Linked DNA regions of Gossypium hirsutum: region 1 is linked to region 2. The links are chromatin contacts, called in public Hi-C maps. All regions are on one chromosome and are shown on one strand. Each heading gives the region's core, a stretch centred on a gene start, on an enhancer-like site or on the middle of the called end of the contact. The rest is flanking DNA. Distances are from core to core; before and after follow the strand shown.

Region 1 (5,641 bases), core at 796-3,295, 720 kb before region 2:
CTACTTCCGGGCCCTCATTCGGCCATTTCTCAACACTCTCGTTCTGAAAACCATGCCCGTACAATTGCTCAGTGTAAACAATAATTTCCTCAACATTTTCTTGTACAATGTTAAACAATGAACATTTTTATTTAAGAAAAAGTTGAGGACATATTGTTATTGCTATGGCATGATTGGGATCTAGCATTTGGAGCACATGATATCAAGTTGAATGACGTGAAAGCTGATAATAATGTATCAAGGAAGTTATGTCGATAGGGGACCGCAATCCCTTGCTAGTGTTCATGGTCCATGGAACAATGGAAAGGATGGTCATCTTTGTTCCACCACGTACAATAATATAGCTCTGACTATTATTTTAAATTATATATATAGGACCACTATGTCAAACATATATTCCATATAGTATAGATATAAATTATAAGTTAATATATCAACCATAATTACATATTCATATTTCATACTGACTTCCGAGTTTAGATAAAAAGGAATACTCCTCCAATATGAATTTACCTCGACTGAAATATTATTGAGAAAAATGTATAAAATTAAATTTGAAAATTAACCGTTTATGCATTTTTATACTTAAAATACGTTTAAGTCAATTAATTATGGAATTTCTTTTTGAGAATACCTGTTAGAAATACTTAATGTGTCATTTTCCTTGCATGCTTCCATATTTCAAAATTTAAATACTTTGTTGTTAATAGTTTTATAAATAAAAAAAAGATATATACACGGATTATGTATATTACCTTGTTATTGAATTAAACACATTATTAAAAATTCCTAAAAGAAAATCTAAATAAATTATCTTTAATTACATGCTACTATTTAATTCATTAACATCATATTAATATATCAAATATATTCTTTTATAAAAACCTGCCTCATATTTGTAATGTTTTCTCTTCTTTTAATTTTTTTTCTTTGCAAAAGTAATTAGAGCATCGCCATACATTTCAAAAATAAGCTAAAAATGAGTAATATCTATCTACTTTTTACAAATTTACGTTGGCTGCAAAGAAAAATAAAACAAAGTAATCCATGTTATTAAAAATTTTCTTTTTTATTGAAAAATTGTGTTGGACAAATTTAAATATTGATGTGGAATATGATATTTTAAACATGTAGGAAAAGTTCGATAAATCTAGTTTTGTAACAGATGACTTATGAATAATGGGCATGTAAGATACCCAGATAAGAGCTAACCATGTTCAGATAGGAAAAGGGTAAGCACCCCTAACTAAAAGAAACATAATCCAGAATGTTTTGGATTTTGGGTTTATTGTATTTTATTTTAAGTCTGCCTTAAAATGAAAATCTGAAAAAGAAAATCTTGAAAGATGTCAACATAAAAACCTTTGATCGGTTGCCTAGAAATTAAGCAAAGAAATCCAAAACCCAACAACAAAAAAAATCAGTTACCTTTTTCTCGGGCAAGTCCTTAGATGAAGACTTGAACACTTTCTTCACCGTGGAGAACCATCCACTCCCTTTCTTTCCCATCTCCTATCAATAGAGGTGCTTCAAAAGTCATAACAAAAACGGCATATATTTAACTTCATCAGACCAGCTTTATAACTAAATCACATTGCATCCAATTAAAAGGAAAAGTTCAATTATAAAAACAAGGTTGAAAACCCATGTCAATGAAAACAGAGAATGAATGCAAAGTAGAGGAACAACGAGTTAAGAAACAGAGTTTTTTTAAAAAAAATAGGTCAAAAGAAACCAGAGACAGTAACAGCAGGCTGAAACTTTTATCACTTGGCTTGATTTACTGTCATGTTTCCTCTCTATCATTTGACAAGAGTTGGGGGGAGAGATGAGAAAAAAGAGAAAACAGGTGATATGGAAAAATGATAGAAGGGAAGCAGAAGCAGTGGGCAAGAAAGTAGAGAACGAAGTAAATGAAGAGACCCACGCGATCGGCCGTTGGATTTATCAAATTCACGGGCTCATTATGGTTGCTTTCAGCCTAATGACATTCTCCCACATCACCATTTCCTCTCCTAAGCCTACCCTGTCATAGGCTTAGAATTTAACTAAGGGTTAAAATGATTTTTGGGATTCTTAATAACTATTTGGTTTGAATTTTTTTTAGGTTAAGTTCAACTTTCGACAATGTTGAGTTTGAAAATTTTTTATCTAAGTTAAAATTTGAACTTTTATAAATAAATTTTTGAAAATCTTAAAATTTATACATTAATAGGAGAACAATTGTCAAATTCAAATCTTAATGTAAAAATAATTACTAAGTTGATGGTCTAATTTGGACAAAAAATAATTCATACTTCAATATAAAAATAATTATCTAGTCCAAATTTTAATATGAGAACAATTATCAAATTTAAATTTAAAATTATTTTTTAATCCTATAAATAAATACGCTTATCACACCTTTAATCCATTTATAAAGTTTAAAAATTCTACAAGCTATTGCGTATAAAATAATTACTCATTTATTAATTTAAATATAAATGAATAAATTAAAATTCACATTTAATTTTTATTAATCTTTAAGTAGATTAATATGACATGCACTTTATTTTTAAATATTAATCAATTTAAGTTTATAACTTTACATATTTAGATAGTATAATTTTATTAATTTTAAAATTTTAAGTGTATTTATTTCATTGACTATTAGTAGTTAATTTTAAATATATTTATGTTTTTTTTCCTAAGCAAATTGTGATAATTATTTTTTAATATTGGAAAACAACTGGAGCATGAAGTCAATATCACACGAATTCCATGTAGCATAAGTCCCGTTATGGCCTCCTTTTTTTTCTTTTTTTTTTGGGGAGTGGGGAGGGGGGAGTGGGAAGTTAGGCTATTGTGTCTTAAAACCATAAAATTTGATGCATATAGACCAAAGGTTTAGTTCTCTTTTGGGCGTACACTTTCTCCTTTGATGGTATGATTTGATTTTCTTTTTTAACGTTAATTATGGAACCTTGTCCTTTTAATAATCCATTTTTTAATTAATATTATAATAAAGTTATAAATTTTATTTTATAAAGCTTTTAAGTTGACCGTCGCCTAAAAAGATAATAAAATTATTTGATTTTATTTATTACTCATCGGGTGGAAGACACCACGAGCACGGGGCCGCAACCGAGGAGTAAAGATTTCAACTACCACAAATCATAAAGCAACCGTGGTGGCCTTTTGGTGGTGACTTAATATTTTGTCCTCGCAATATAAATAAATGGTAAATTTTTTATCCTTATTTTTAAAATATCTAATATGATACTTAAATTATCAATATATATTTTATTATAGTACTTGTATTTATATAAAATGTTCAATATAATACATTTACTTTCAAAATATCTAATATAATATATGAACTATCAATATATACTTTATTATGGTACCTAATATTAACATATTAGTGAATCGCCAAATCAATCAATAAAATTTTTTTACGGAATTATTTTTTCAAATAATCAAATCAACATGAATAATATAACATTAAATAAAAAATAAAAAACTAAATTAAAAAATAATTAAACATATTCTTACTAAAAAAAGTAAATACTAATTTTACATGGAAAGTATAATAAAAAAGTATTTAAAAATTAATAAAAATATCATTTCAAATGGAAAATTCTTTGGAGAAGATGATCATTTATTTAAACGGAGATGACATTTTTGTTTATATAAGTTTAGTATTTACTTTTTTTATTAATCGTATGTTTAGTTATTTGATTTTAACTTTTTTTTGTTTTATTTAGTTTTTTACATAATATTATATTATCCATGTAACTTGATGATTTGGAAAAAATTTCTATATGCCAAATTTTTATTGGTTTATTTAGCAATTCATTAACGGTGTTAACAATAACAAATATTGATAGTTTACGTAGTACATTAGACATTTTAAAGTGTAGGTATTACATTGGACATTTTATGAAAGTAAGAGTACTATAATAAAAACACATATTGATAGTTTAGATATCACATCGTATATTTTCAAAATATAAATACCACATTAAATATTTTATACCAAATGTGATATTATATTTTTCTTCCTTTTAAATTCTATTCATTGGAGGATAAAATATTAAAAAGGTAGCCAAGGTAATTGTTATTAGATTCAAAATATTGTCCTCGCAATATAAATAGATGGATAAATTTTAATAGATTCAGAATTTATTTGTAAGTGCAAAAATACGAAATATTGGTAAATCTCTATGTCCCACACAATCAAACCTAAAACAAAACGCGATAGGATCTCTTAAAAAGAAGCAATTTGACTCCCCAAACATATATTTAATTTATACAAATGCATTATTTTAGAGAAAATTTTAAACGGATCAATATATTTTTTATTGTTGATTATATTACTGATTTTTTTATTTTATATATTTTTTATTACTTATAAGATTTTTTTATAAATAATAGTTTTCATTTTACTAAAACAATTTGTTAAATAAATTTACTTGATAAAAAAATTATCATACTTGTAAAATAAGAATTCTCAATTTATTAAAATATATTTATTAAAATAATTTATGTAATAATAAATTTAAAAAAATCAAATTTTATATTAAATCATTTTTGTAAAATTATTCTTTGCAATTTGGTTCTTATTTTATGTTACTTTATTTCTAACTTTACTAATCAATTTTTTTTTTTGTGATTTTATTCTCAGATGTTTATGAGCATAGATCAAATTATTGATTTATTACCTGTAGACCTTGAAACTGAGCAGACAATTAGATAAAGAAGACGTGAAAGATTTGCCCAAAGACAAGCCACAAAAATGGACCTTGGAAATCAAAATGATGGTCAAGGAAATGGAGTCGCTAATGTTCATAATCCAATCCTTATTGCTAATGACAAGGATCAAGCTATAAGGCAATATGTTGTTTCACTTTTTAATGAATTAAATTCGGGAATTAGGAGACCGGAGATCAAGGCACCACAGTTTTAATTGCTGCCTGTGATGTTCCATATGCGTCAAACAATGGGTCAGTTTAGTGGAATACCCACAGAAGATCCACACCTTTACCTTAAACTATTCATGGAGGTGAGTGATTCCTTTAAGATAGTCGGTGTAATTGAAGACGCATTGAGATTGAAGTTGTTTCCATAGTCGTTGCGAGATCGAGCACGAGCATGACTTAATTCGTTGCCACCACATTCAATTTCAACATGAGAAGAATTAGCTGAACAATTTCTAGTAAAGTATTTCCCACTTAGCAAAAATGCTAAGTTGCGGAACGAGATCACCACTTTCTCGCATATGGATGATGAATCCTTATACAAGGCATGAGAAAGATTCAAGGAGTAACTTCGTAGATACTTGTAAACTGAAAAATATATAGGATTTTTCCTATATAATTCATCATTTTTTTTACTTAAATTTGTTGTTAAAACCAAGTAATTGTTTAATAAATTAATGAAATATGTGAAAATATGAAATTAGGACATGAAAATTATTAAAATGTGATTTTATGCTTTATTATATAGTTTTCATGCATAAAATGACTTATTTTATATTAGTTTGAGCATATTATATTTTTAAGCTATAAAGTGGATCATGCATGATTAAATTAAATAATAAAATATAAAGTTATTGTGACAGCCCAAAATTGACCCTAGTCGGGAAGTGGTTTCGGGACCA
Region 2 (5,737 bases), core at 2,334-4,833:
CGGGTACTAAATGAAAATGGATGACTTCGTGGCAATCTTATGGAAAGAAATGCCTCTATGGCAATCTCTGTAAAGGAAGCCTTTGTGGAGATCTCTGTTAAAGGAAAACTTTGTGGCGATCTTTATTAAGGAAAACTCTTGTGGCAATCTCTATAAAGGAAGTTGCTGTGGTGATCTCTATTAAAAGAAGTCTTTGTGGCAATCTCTATAAAGGAATCCTTTGTGGCTACCTCTGAAAAGGAACGCCTTTGTGGCGCAGTTTAAAAGAATTTCCTTTGGGGCAACCATATGAAGCCAGCGCCTCTATGGCAGATCCTAAATGAAATGAAAGGAATTCTAGGTGATCTCTGAAGAAACGACGTATATGGTATTCTGAAGGAATAATGTGTATGGCAAACTCTGATAGTAAGGCCCCATAATGTTAAGATGAGTCCTACATAGTAAGAAGGTACGAACAGTGAAGCTAGAATGTGCCAGAGTACGCGGCGCATCAAGAGTATTTTTCTTGTATGGTCATTTGAAATATAAATGATTAAGGAACTAAGTAAGGACAAAGGAGAATGTGAATGAGGTAATGGATATATGAGAGATAAGTGATGATCTCAGGGCAAGGTATAGCTTTTGTGGCTTAAGGAATGGAACCTTAACGGTTTACTCACCATAGTCAAGGATAAGAGCAAGGGAATAGATAATGGAGTCTCTGATTACGACTCAAGTAATTGAGAGTTTACTCACTAAGTTCTATCGAACTTACCTTGGTGGTTTTATGTCAAAGGTAAGATAAATGATCGAAAAACCACCAAATAAACATGATGTCATGCGTTAAATGAAAATGACCAAAGCACAATACATACACAATTTACTATGATGACATCCTTAAATATTCATGCAATATTTACCAACTCAACTAGCTTATTAATCACATATTTATGCATACGTCACATATCGTAATATTTCATTTAATGATAAATTGACACATAAGGCTATGAATATAAGAGTGGGCTCTACCACCACACATTAGATACACGGATCTCCAACACACCAATGACTCAATAAGTCAAACATATCCCAAAAGCATAGCATGTAGCTAACACATTCCAACACACCAACATATCCCAGTGAATGGAGTTGAGCTCAGATTCCCTTATCACTCCAAAACTGTCCTGGGCCTTAACGCTCCAAAAACAAAACACAAGGGTGAGTACTTACAAATCTTATGGCATGCCAACTATATCCAATAGTCTCAAAGATCACAAGGCCAAAATATCCATAATTAAACACACATTTTACTTATTGTATTCTGCACACTTTCATTGCATATTCACATTATAAGCACAACATCATCACTGTCATACGACATGTATAACATACCCACAATTAACACATTCACAATAGTCATCACAAGCATATTTCACATGTCACAGTATCACATCTTAATTCTCAATTCCACCACATAATTGTATATTTCGTAAATTAAACAGGGGTATGAGAAAGCTTACACTCGAAACTTAGAGTAGGGGTTTAAGCTATTCCTAAGCTCCCAAATAACACAATGAATTGTGTCTACTAGCAATGATTCCAAACACTTACTGTTTGCACTTTTGCCTAGTCGTCGAAAGTCTAAACTAGATTTTCCTTTCCTTTTGCCTTGCTCGCCGAAGGCTTCAACGGTTCTGATTCTTCATGCAAAACAAATCACACAACAAACATAATTATTATTCAGCCACAGACTCACCTAAATCAACCAAAAATGCAAGACTAAGCTAGATTCTCTTGAAACTAAAATTTCGACTAGCTTAGCCGAAACACAAAAATCTCAACTCCTACTTGCTCCTATTGCGTAAAACTGATTCTAATCGTCTAATTATATATCTAAGAATAATTCCCAACCTTCAAACTACACAAAACTACACGGATTCATCGTTCTGAAATTTCAACATACAATGGCAAGTTTCACAAAAACTCAATAAAACCTTAAAATTCTTTAACGAAACTTTAGGGAAAGTTTAGAAACCTTCTAATCACATCAAAACAAGTTGAAAAACACTTTGAAACATCGTTTTCATTCAAAATCCCGAATTCCACCATTAACAACCCAATTTTTGGCATTTATTCAAAAATTTTGATTCAATAGATAAAAACTCGATTTCAAAGGCTAGATATCATCAAAAACTAATAGGAAAACAAGTCATTACCTTCGATGAGAGAAAAACGAATGTTTGGTTGAAAATCCAAAAAACCCACAAGTTTGAGAGATAACAAAATTAATGGTGTTTTTGGTGTTTCTCTTTGAATTTGAAAGAGATTTGGTGTTTGGGATTTGATAGAATTCAAAAGGATTAGAGTTGGAAAGATCAAAATAGATGAATGAGGTTTGAGGAGGGACGACACAAATAGGTGAGAATGCTTTTTTTTCTTTAATTGTCAAAATAGGGTGAAAAAAGGGGAAAATTGGCTGATTTAAAACCTCATACATTTGGTTTAAAATTACTCTTAATTTAATCCCTTTGACAAAGTAGTCCTCTTTTTTAAAATTGAAGGTCTTTTCTACTTTATTTTCAAAAATTGATTTAACTATAAAAAAGCCATAGACGAACACATTTCTGGTTTACCATGCTTAAAATTTTCGAACACATTTTAAACTAAAATCTCTAAATTATCCTCGAAACTACTAGGCTTAATTTTGGGATGTGATAGCAATCCTATTCTACGCACGTTTCATATCAACAACTTAAACAAATACTAATATTTATAATTAAATTATGGACTATAAAACATTTACTATAAAATATTTATAAATTGTAATATTTATTATTACAATATTAATATAAATATTGTTAATAATATATTAATAATATTTAAAATTTAAGATCATTATTGTTAAAATTTATTATTAAGATAGGATTGCAATATTAAATATTTATTAAAACAATAAATTATATTATTTATATTAATAGTTTACTATATTGTTAAATATAAATAATTAAATATGTATGTTTAATAATATTTAACATTATGATATTTGTTATTAATATTTTATATTTTTAAAAATAAAAAAATTATTAATATAATAATGTTAGATTTGATTCAAATCAATTGTGATATAAAAATTAAATTACTCATAAAATAATTTTCTTTTGAAAAATGACTTACCCTTAATTTGAGTTCATCAAACTGTTTTCTATGAAATAAACACATGGAAATATAAAAAAGAAAAACAATTTCGCAAGTCATTTTCTTTGACTAGAGGAAAATTCTTACTAAAGCCTCCCAAGTTTTTGAAAATTTTATTTACACCTTTAATTTATTTTGAAATTTTTAATTAAACCCTAACTTTTGAAAATTACTATTAAATCTTTAAAATTTTTTAAAACTTTCAATTAAACTATTTTTTAATATTTTAAATTTTTATAAAACTTCTAAAATTTTTGAAAATGTTCACTAAAACTCTTTAAATTTTTAAAAAAATTTAATTAGATCTGATCCGCACCTTTAATCCAATAGAGACTAGAAGTTAAACGGCATCGTTTACATTGCCGTTCACTGATGAGGTTCTTACAAATCGATAACACGGAAATTAAATCACAAGAAAATTGAAAAATCATATCCTTCTTCTCGCATTGAATTCTGTTGGGAAAAAAAAATGGAAGAAGAGAAGGCGGCAGCTTACTACGATGAGCTTACCAGGAAAGGTGAGGGAGCGGCCAGATTCAAGCGAGGCCTCGGTTTCTCCTCTTGCGATGATCAACACGATGCGGTTCCTCAAAGAGGCACAACCTTTGTCTCTCCATGTTCATCCTTCCTCAGCAGTTTCGTCAGGGCCTCGAGTCCTACCACCGCTTCCAAGCTTGAGAAAGAATCTCAACTTCAACCGATCCAACATAAGCTAAAGAAGAAGCCGGAAAGAGAAGCTAGGGTTTCGGCGAGAACCAACGTGGAGAGAGACGGAGATAAGCATTCAAGGAGGCGAAGCAGAAGCACGAGTAGGGAGAGATACTGGGAAAAGGATAGAGAGAGAAGGAAGCGGAGAAGGAGTAGGTCGCCTCGTAGAGATCGGAGGAGTGGGAGTAGAGATCGCCGGAGGAGGAGTAGGTCGCCTCGTAGAGAAGGGAAATTGGAGCGGAGGAAGAGGAGCAGGAGTTTGTCGCCGCGGGAGTCATGGAGGTCAGAGAGGCATGGGACGAGAGAGGGGAAATCCAAGAAGGAGAAAAATGGAGCTGTTAATTATTCGCTGTTGATCCAAGGTTACGATAGTATGGTATGAAGTTTTTACAGTCTTTTCTGTTATATTATTTTCTTTAATAGTCATATACAATGTGTTATCTACTTCGTCTAGCTCAGTACATTTATGATTGCTGCTGGTTTTTTGAAAGAATCGATCCCCTCACTTCTTAGTCTTCTCTTTATCAAGTGGTATTATCGATTAAATTTAGTAAGATTTTTATGATTCAGTGTATGATAAGAAAGTTTGGCCAGAAGAGATTTGGAATTTTATCTTGGAAGCTATTAGTATGTCATGGAAAACGAAAATAAAAAAGAGTAACATTTGAGGACATCCTAATTAAGAGTAGAACTTGGTTTAATTCTATTTATTCTATTTGAATTATATGAACCTACTTTTTGTTCAATTTGCCTGATATTGGGAAATTATTTTTCTGAAATTGGAATCTTTGATTCTAACTCCTTTACGGTAAGCATAATGAATTCTATGCCTTTATTTGTGATTGATTCTCCATTGGCTCTTTATCTTATCTCAAAGACTAAAGAGTGACTTTGTCAAGTACATTTTGTCTGCTTGGATCTTTCTGTTTAAGGCCTTTGCTTTAAGGAGTGATGAAAAGGCATTTCTTTTGTGAACAGTTGCCTCCTGAAAGAGTTAAAGCCAAGATGAAACTTCAACTTGCTGAAGCAGGTAGTTTGTCCTATTTCTTTGGGTTTCCATTTTATTGTTGCTTAAGTGTTATGGGCTTCCGGGAGTGCTATGCAGTGTTTCTTGTTTTGTTGATGTTTGATACTACCAACTTAGCATTATTTTGTTTATGAGGTGAACATCTTAGTTTATCTCTGTGGGAAATCAATGTGATCATAAGAAATCAAGTTTAGCTAGGGGTGTGCATTTGGTCGGTTGATTATTTCGCTTTTTGGCTTTTTAAGATTTATTGACATATAAAAGAAAAAAAATATCAATTGTAGTTTACAAATTAGAAAATAAAAGAAAAAAAGGCAAAAATAATATTTGTAACTATTTCAAAAATAAAAATAGTATTATATAATAAACAAATTATTTATATTCTAATTTTTGTAGCAATGTGGGATTACTAGCCATTGCGAACTCCCTTTATCAAAAGCCATAACTTCTCATCTCTAAGTTCTTATATTCTAAGATATCATATACATATATATATTATCAATACTATTATTTAAACCTCTAGTTGAGTTCAAGTCAACTGGGCACCAACTCGGTTAGGAAAATTACAAAAATATCTTTTCGTATTTAGAATAAGTTATGTTATTCTAGGGTACTTTAGTCTTTTTATTTTTTATTTTTTAAATTCAATAAATAATTTGTATATGATGGAATTTGATCCCATGACTTTTGGGTCGATAAATCTTTAGCTTTACCACTCGACCAAAGCATTATCTTAAAATATTTTGTTTTACTAGTGAATATTATTTTGTGTTTCTGTTGGTTTAAAATAAATTCTTGCTGTTATGTCATCTAACTATACTGTTAATT

What was found. Hi-C and Micro-C count contacts between places; a contact is called where the count stands out from the background.
Region 1: a contact with region 2 is called in a Hi-C map of leaf, with 2.2 times the contacts expected there. The contact joins the promoter of LOC107908887 here to the promoter of LOC107909069 in region 2. A contact is called at or near these places in 2 of 34 Hi-C or Micro-C datasets (both in leaf).

Annotation. Positions count from the first base shown.
Region 1 is chrD08:30,805,018-30,810,658 of Gossypium_hirsutum_v2.1, reverse strand. It overlaps LOC107908887 (protein IQ-DOMAIN 1), which reads right to left and starts at 2,045. Exons shown (of 5, transcript XM_041099957.1): 1 at 1,928-2,045; 2 at 1,429-1,512; 3 at 1-43. The coding sequence starts at 1,509.
Region 2 is chrD08:30,083,841-30,089,577 of Gossypium_hirsutum_v2.1, reverse strand. LOC107909069 (splicing regulatory glutamine/lysine-rich protein 1) reads left to right here and starts at 3,583. Exons shown (of 6, transcript XM_041099095.1): 1 at 3,583-4,258; 2 at 4,861-4,912. The coding sequence starts at 3,644.